2 separate regions of the Mus musculus genome follow, and region 2 is linked to region 1. The links are chromatin contacts, called in public Hi-C maps. All regions are on one chromosome and are shown on one strand. Each heading gives the region's core, a stretch centred on a gene start, on an enhancer-like site or on the middle of the called end of the contact. The rest is flanking DNA. Distances are from core to core; before and after follow the strand shown.

Region 1 (3,510 bases), core at 609-3,108:
ACACCTATGAGCATTATTTCATAAACAGAAAAAAAAAAAAAAGAGGGGGCAAGGAGCTCGTTAATCGACGAACTCTCACCTGAAGCTGCTGAGAGGGGCCAGGCTTGCACGCTATGTGGCCAGCTTCAGAATGACGTAAGCAGGAGAAGCACACAGCTGGCGTGGAACTGTGGGAGAGCACTGACCTCTGCTTCCAGGGCCAGCTCCTCGGGGGTGAAGGCTAAAGGGACTCAGAAGGTAAAGCCATGCAGGACAGAAGGTGAAAAAGCCAAGACCCTTGGGTAGAAAGGCATTCCACTTTACTGCTCTCCAGAAGGGACCTATCCAAGCAAAGGGACAAACAGTAGTAAGAAAGAGTAAAAAAGAGTTTGTCTGCATCTATCTATCAAAGGTTATTTAACCTTCCCCACACAGTCCTTAAAGTATGGGTATTAATTCATTTTCCTAGAGTTCAAAGTAGAAGCATGGAGGTTAAGAGTCGTTTCATTAAGATCCAAACCCAGCCCGTCTCTCCCCATCCCAACCCAAATCCTGGCCTCTCCCCATTACACCCAAGTTGTCAATGTTCTCTTTGATCTTTTCCAAAGGGAAGCGCTGTTACCCAATTTTTAGCCTCTTTCCTAAGGGGAAGGCAAGAGGACACCTGCAAAAGTGTGTATTTCCATATATGCAAATTCTTACTTTACATGAGACTCCCTGCTTTACAGGTCAGCTGCGGCAGGGCCTTTGACTGAGGCACCCTGGCTCTGGCAGGCTGCCAAACATGGGGGCCCTTTACACAGAACTCTCATGGCAGAAAGCCTGAGATTCAAGTTTCCAACTGGGCATCGTGGCAATGGGCAAAATGCAGTGTTTTACAATTTCTACTAATTTCTAAACACTGAATGAGAAGGACCATCAATATCTGTCTCTTTTCCAAGAATAATATCACATATAATAATGACAATCTGAGGCCTGGAGAACTTTTAACCGCACAAAAGCATCCAACACACACACACACAGATATAAAACTGAACAATGAGCAAACAACCCAACTTAAAAATGGGCAAGAATTAGACACTTATCTAAGAAAATATGCAGAGGTCACAGATGTGCAATGTCTATATCATGCCGTTAGGGAATCTCAAAACAGAGACGCCATTAAATTGGCGAGAACGCACCAGCCTACAGTAATAACCCCAAATGCCAGTGAGGATATGTGATCACAGGCCACTCACTCATTGCTGGTGATGGTGCAAGATGTTACCACTGCTTTGGAACACAGTTTGGCAGTTTCTTATAAAACTAAATATACCTTCACATATGCTCCTTGGCATTTACCCCACCCCCACCCCCAAATGAAAACATGACCAGGTAAAAAAAAACCAGCATACAAACAGCATTTTTAGTGCTTTTATTGATGGCTGGCAAAACCTGGAAGTAGTAGAAAGGTCTTCCATGAGGTGAGTGGATCAACAAACATGATACAGCCATATAATGGGGCATCACTCAGGACTGGACATGACACTCAGTCCTACATGATCCCAATCATGACATTCTGGTAGGAAAATCAGTGGTGGCCAAGAGAAACTTTAATGTCAACCTTGGACTTTAGCATCCCTGGGTGTAACACGTGCTACACTGACACAAGGCATTCATTCATAGCAGGAAAGCTACAGAGTTGGAGTAAGAAGTCACATAGAATCTTTCAGTTCATTTGCTCAATACGTATGGAAATGCACAACTACTCTAAAAAAAATAAAGGCTACTTTTTTTTTTAAGTCACAGATGCCAGGCATGTGCCAGGATGGTGGCAGAGTTCCTAACCCCAGCACTTGGCAGGAGCAGCAGCAGGCAGTCTGTAGCGGTGATTGGTTAACCCGCTTTGGCTCCTGGCAAGTCCCACTCAAGCTGCGCCTGCCCAGGAGCTATCTGGATTCTCAAATGAGTCTACATTCCAGCTGATTCTGACATGCCTTAACTAGCTCAATGGCTGGGCACTTCTAGTCCTCTCCGAGGCTAGCATACATTTCCCTCTGGTATTCCTGGCTTAACACCTTCTAAATCTATGGGTTTTTTGTTTTATTTTGTGTGTGTGTGTGTGTGTGTGTGTGTGTGTGTGTGTGTGTGTGTGTGTGTGTTTTGTTTGTTTGTTTGTTTTTGTTTTTCGAGACAGGGTTTCTCTGTATAGCCCTGGCTGTCCTGGAACTCACTTTGTAGACCAGGCTGGCCTCGAACTCAGAAATCCGCCTGCCTCTGCCTCCCGAGTGCTGCCCAGTTACTTATTGGGCAGCAGCCCCACCCACCCCACCCCCAACCCCCAGGGCTGCTTTCCCTTTCAACCTACATTGCTGGATAACTTTCTCCTGCAGCTCTTAAATCTGATCCCTTTCCCCCTCAATCATGGCGATTCTTCTCTCCCCCTCTCTGTCCCTTGCCCGTACAATCTAAAAGTCCCACCTCCATTTTTCTGTCCAGCCATTGGCAATTTTTTTTTTTTTTGTAAATTATCAATTGAAGCCAGCTGAGGACAGGGACCCTCAGGCCTGGAAGCCAGGCTTTGGGAACCAAATTAAGACCTTTGTCTTAGAACCAAATCCCAATAGCAGACTGCTGTGAGTTCAAGGCCAGCTTGGTCTACACAGCTAGGTCCTGCTTCAGACACAGAACAAAACACAGAAAATGAAACTTCCAAACAAAAGAGTGACTCTGCACATTTAAGAACATTTCAAGTATTTTGAGTATTTCTAATTTTGGTTAAAATTAAAATGGCTAAATTCCTATTGCTGCTCTGTCCGGCTTCCCTATTAACAGTTTTCCTGAGTGTAATTTTCATATATGGCACCTTCCACAATGATCCCTTCTTGTTTATAGAGAGGTAAGTTAGTCTTCATAATAAAAACTTTTTCATTTGTTGACCCAGTCAAAAATGATGAGCACTAAACTGAAGCTTCCGACCACAGCGCCTGTGAGGAGCAGGAACAAAGCCTGTGGAGACAGAAGAGATGCTGAGTGTGAGCCTCCGTCCTCTCCACTGCGGACTTTCATTCAGTGTCAGTACATGGGGTCTCAAGCTGTGGCTCAGGCTAGCCTTGAACACTCAGCAATCCTCCTGCCTCAATCCCCTAAGAGCTGGGATTACAAGCATGAGCCATCATGCCAGACTCTAAAATGAACTTTGTAAATTAAGATATTCTGTCTTCTTAGATACAGTAATAAACACACTATTCCTTAAAATAGAAGCCTTTTTAAACAGTTGGAAACAACCTACCCCAAGCTTTTTCCAGGAGAGGAAGTCCTCTCGGCTGAGTTTAAGATAAAATAACCCTGGGAACACAAAAATCAAGCATGTCGATGTGCTGGCGCCTGGAGAGGAAGAAACAGGCCGTGTGAGCTCAGCTGAGAGAGTGATGACTTTATTACCCCTCTGGCTTTTGTGGGGCTGGAGACCAAACCTGAGGAGCCCACCCGTGCTGGGAGACGCTCTTCCACTGATGAAACATCCCCGTCCCCTTTACTACATGGGTTTTT
Region 2 (3,510 bases), core at 596-3,095, 56 kb before region 1:
AGGAGATAGTCCACTCAGCAGCCTAGCCCAGAGGTTGGCAACTGTAACCCATGAGCTAAGAGTGCTTTTTTTTTTAACCTATTTTAAAATGGTTATAAAAACCCCCAAAGAATACTATTTTGTCATATTAAAGTAATGTGAAATTCCAACTGCAGTGTCCATAAATAATGTTTTATCGGAACACAGCCACACGTGTTTATTTGCATAGCATCTGTGGCTGTCCTCACACATAATGACAGAGTGGAGAAGCTGCAGCAGAGGTCACGTGACCAGCAAAGCTTCTCTTGGTTCCCAGCCAGCCCTTTCTGGAAAAAGGTTGCCAAGTCGTCACCTAATGTGTTCCAGTTGCTTGAAAAATCTAATGTCATGAGAAACGCTGTCTATTGTTTTTAATATTTTACTTCTTTGATTTACGTGTGTGTGTGTGTGTGTGTGTGTGTGTGTGTGTGTACATGTGTACAAACGCCATGGTGCATATGTGGAGGTCAGAGGAGAACTTTCATGAGTCAGGTTTTTTTTTTTTTCCACCGAGGGGATCCCACAGATCAATTCTGGTTGTCAGGCTTAGCCTCAAGCACCTTTGCCCAAGTCAGCCATCTTTCTAGTCCAATACTTCATCTCTCAATGCCACAGCAGAATGTCCCCAACTGGACAGACATCAAAAAGTGACTTACAGCCTGGTTAACCTGTGACTCCACAGGCTTTAGCTCAAGAACTGATAGCTGTGGCCAGGTAGGTGCCTTTCTCTTCATGACAAGTGACCAGATCTAGTGAGCCTTCATGCTGCATTGAAACATGTATTTATTGTGGTATTTCTACCTTGTACCCACTCATATTCTGGAATGCTACTTGCTTTATTCAAGCAACCTACATCTAACCTATGTTTAGAATGCTGTTTGTTTGTTTGTTTGTTTGTTTTGAGAGGTCTCTTCATGCAGCCCAGGTTGCCCTTGCGCTCACAGCAGTCTTCCTCGGTTGCCTGTTGAGGGATGGGATTAAAGGGTGTGAGCCGTCACACTCTGCCTGTTCAGTATTTTGATTGCTCTGCTAGTGCTCTGAATCTGTGGAGGCTGGAGCATCGTTTACTTCCTAAGCACAAGAACCTTGGCTAGTTCTCAGCTGTACCAGCCATGACGCGGCCTGCCTACGGCTTGGGACTTTCATCCTCAAAAGTCCAATAACAGTATATTCCTAGCGGGGTTTTGAGAGGTGTCAATGAATCATGTAAAGGACTTAGTCTAGTGCTTGAGGGCATAGATGCTCAAAAGTGGTGACATAGACTCCTTGCAACATTCTGTCCCTTGGAAAGGACAGCAGAGACTGCTCCCACAAACACTGCAGACCCATCTCTAACCCTCAAAAGTCCCCAGCCACCTAGCCTAAGGCTCTGGGGGGCTGCAGAGTCCAGGGCAACAGCAACTCCATGCAGCAGCCTGGATGCTCTGAGAAGCATGCCTGGCAGCCAAGGGTTTGCCAGCACCTCCTGCTGCTGGCTGCCACATTTGGAGCTGAAACCTAAGCATTGTGGCTTACATCATTGCCCTCTGGGCAGCATGGTGGGTGTGTGACACTGCCCACTCTTCCTCCTTGTCACCAGCATATGGCGAGATGGGAGGGGGACTGAACTCACAAGGGGGATGTCATGGTGTTTTCCGGTGTGCTCTCTATAGATGCTAGACTACACCTGTGTCCCAGTGCTTCCCAGGGCTTTGAGTGAGAGTGTCGTTGCCAAGGAATGTTGGCTACTGCAGCTAGCTAGATTGTGTGGCACTTCCCAGCCTCTCTCCTGCTCCATCTTGGCTGTGTTCCTGCCATTCTCATGCCAGAGGACATCACTGCCCTGATGTTGCACAAGGACAACATGGGGGCACAAGAGCGTTGGCTTGTTTCTCTTTTGAATTCCTGATTCAGAAAGCAATGGGTTCAGGGTCTTGGTGGATTGTGATTGATCTACTCCTGTGGAGAGAAACTCCAACCTCCTGGAGTCTCTTGCCAAGACATCAAGGTAAGATTTACGGAAAGGAAAGAGGAAATGAAGGAAGAAAAGAAGAAAGAAAGGAAGGGAGGGAGGGAGGGAGGGAGGGAGGGAGGAAAGAAGGAAGGAAAGAAGGAAGAAGAGTAGATGGTGGGTCAGATGAGAAAGGCTTGACTTTATTGCTATGACCTAGTCCTGTTCTAGCGGGAGAACATGATCCAGGTGAGAATCCTATGCCTAGCCTATGGTGCAGGCTATACAGAAATTGCTGAAGATGCCACAGTCAAAAGCCATCATCACTGACAACAGGTGCAGGGGGAGAGGGTAAGTGGAGCCTCCTCACCTTTGCCACCTCAAGCCAGGGTGCACACAGCACGAAGGGTCCCATATGTTCTATGAAGGGGCGGGAAGATGAACCGGGAGAAGGGTAAAAAACGACCTTGTCACTCTGGCTTCATGAATCTCTGGGAGGGAGACATCTCTTCTGCTGGTGACCCCGGTAGAGCCACCCAATGGTGAACCTGAGTATTGAGAGTCTCCAGGGCTCTACCCAATGGCGCAGTGCTAAAACCTTGGTTGCTTTTCTGGCAGTGGGGATACACACTGTCGCAAGGGCTAGGGGCTGTTGTCTGCCAGCTCGTGGCCACAGGCCCACGCTCCCTGAGGTGTGAGGGGGTGATGAACAGTGATAGATTGCTCTCTCTGGGATCTCTGCCCAGTGGCCTGGCACAGCTGGAATGTCCTTGGCCAGGTCTTTGTGAGCAGTCAGTCAGGAGATGGGTCGCATGATCAGACAGCTTGGGCTTGCTGGGGGATTTTTTTTTCTCCAGGTTTTAGAATCATCCAGGGTCATCTGAATGCCCTTGCAGCTCTTGTTAAATCCCTTAGGATCAGCTCTGAGTTCCAATTGTTCAGCTTGTGCTAAATTTGTTTAGCCTAAGTGGGCATACCCAAGGAGTAAATGTGTCAACGCTGCTGTATTCCCATCTGTCACGGAAGGGGAAGTGCACTCAGAAAAGGGGTAGCCGGTGTCCCTTGACCACCTTTCACGTGTTTCACCTTTCACACCCTTGGCCACCGTGAACTCACTCCCGGATGATGCACCTGCTCTGGACTATCCTCGTAGCAAACCTTTACTATGCAACGCCCCCTCCCTCCAAATCTGCCAAACTCAAGTGGCCTTACTCCTGCAAAGTGTTCCCTGAGACCTAGCTCGTTTTAAACACCGGAGAAACCACAGAAGCCTCGTTACTGCCCTATGGAACTCAAGTGGCCTTACTCCTGCAAAGTGTTCCCTGAGACCTAGCTCGTTTTAAACACCGGAGAAACCACAGAAGCCTCGTTACTGCCCTATGGCTGTGACAAAAATACCATGATCAAGGTGCTTTTAAAAGAAAGGGCGTATTTGGGCTTCTGGCTTCAGAGGGTTAGAGTCCGAAGGAGCAAAGATGTGGCAGCTAGAACTGGTGAGAACTCGTATCTCCATCCCTGAGAGGGAGGTAGGGTTAACTCAGAATGGTGCAAGGCTTTAGAAA

The links. Hi-C and Micro-C count contacts between places; a contact is called where the count stands out from the background.
Region 2: a contact with region 1 is called in a Hi-C map of liver, with 2.3 times the contacts expected there. The contact joins the promoter of D830013O20Rik here to the enhancer-like site in region 1. A contact is called at or near these places in 10 of 484 Hi-C or Micro-C datasets (liver, long-term hematopoietic stem cells, myocytes and 4 more), 2 of 115 datasets of contacts at active chromatin or transcription factors (embryonic stem cells and heart atrium) and 3 of 9 other capture datasets (adipose tissue, liver and pancreatic islet).

The regions. Positions count from the first base shown.
Region 1 is chr12:73,351,914-73,355,423 of GRCm38.p6, reverse strand. It overlaps Slc38a6 (solute carrier family 38, member 6), which reads right to left. Exons shown (of 16, transcript NM_001037717.3): 15 at 3,251-3,345; 16 at 1,379-2,967. The coding sequence ends at 2,887. Among named protein-coding and RNA genes, the nearest start is that of Gm40442, 49 kb to the left of the region's middle. Within about 2 kb of position 1,858, at least 28 of the 459 cell types and tissues checked have an H3K27ac peak or open chromatin away from gene starts, as enhancers often do. A contact at or near this core is called in liver, where this site is marked.
Region 2 is chr12:73,407,898-73,411,407 of GRCm38.p6, reverse strand. It overlaps D830013O20Rik (RIKEN cDNA D830013O20 gene), which reads left to right and starts at 1,845. Exons shown (of 4, transcript NR_046013.1): 1 at 1,845-2,005.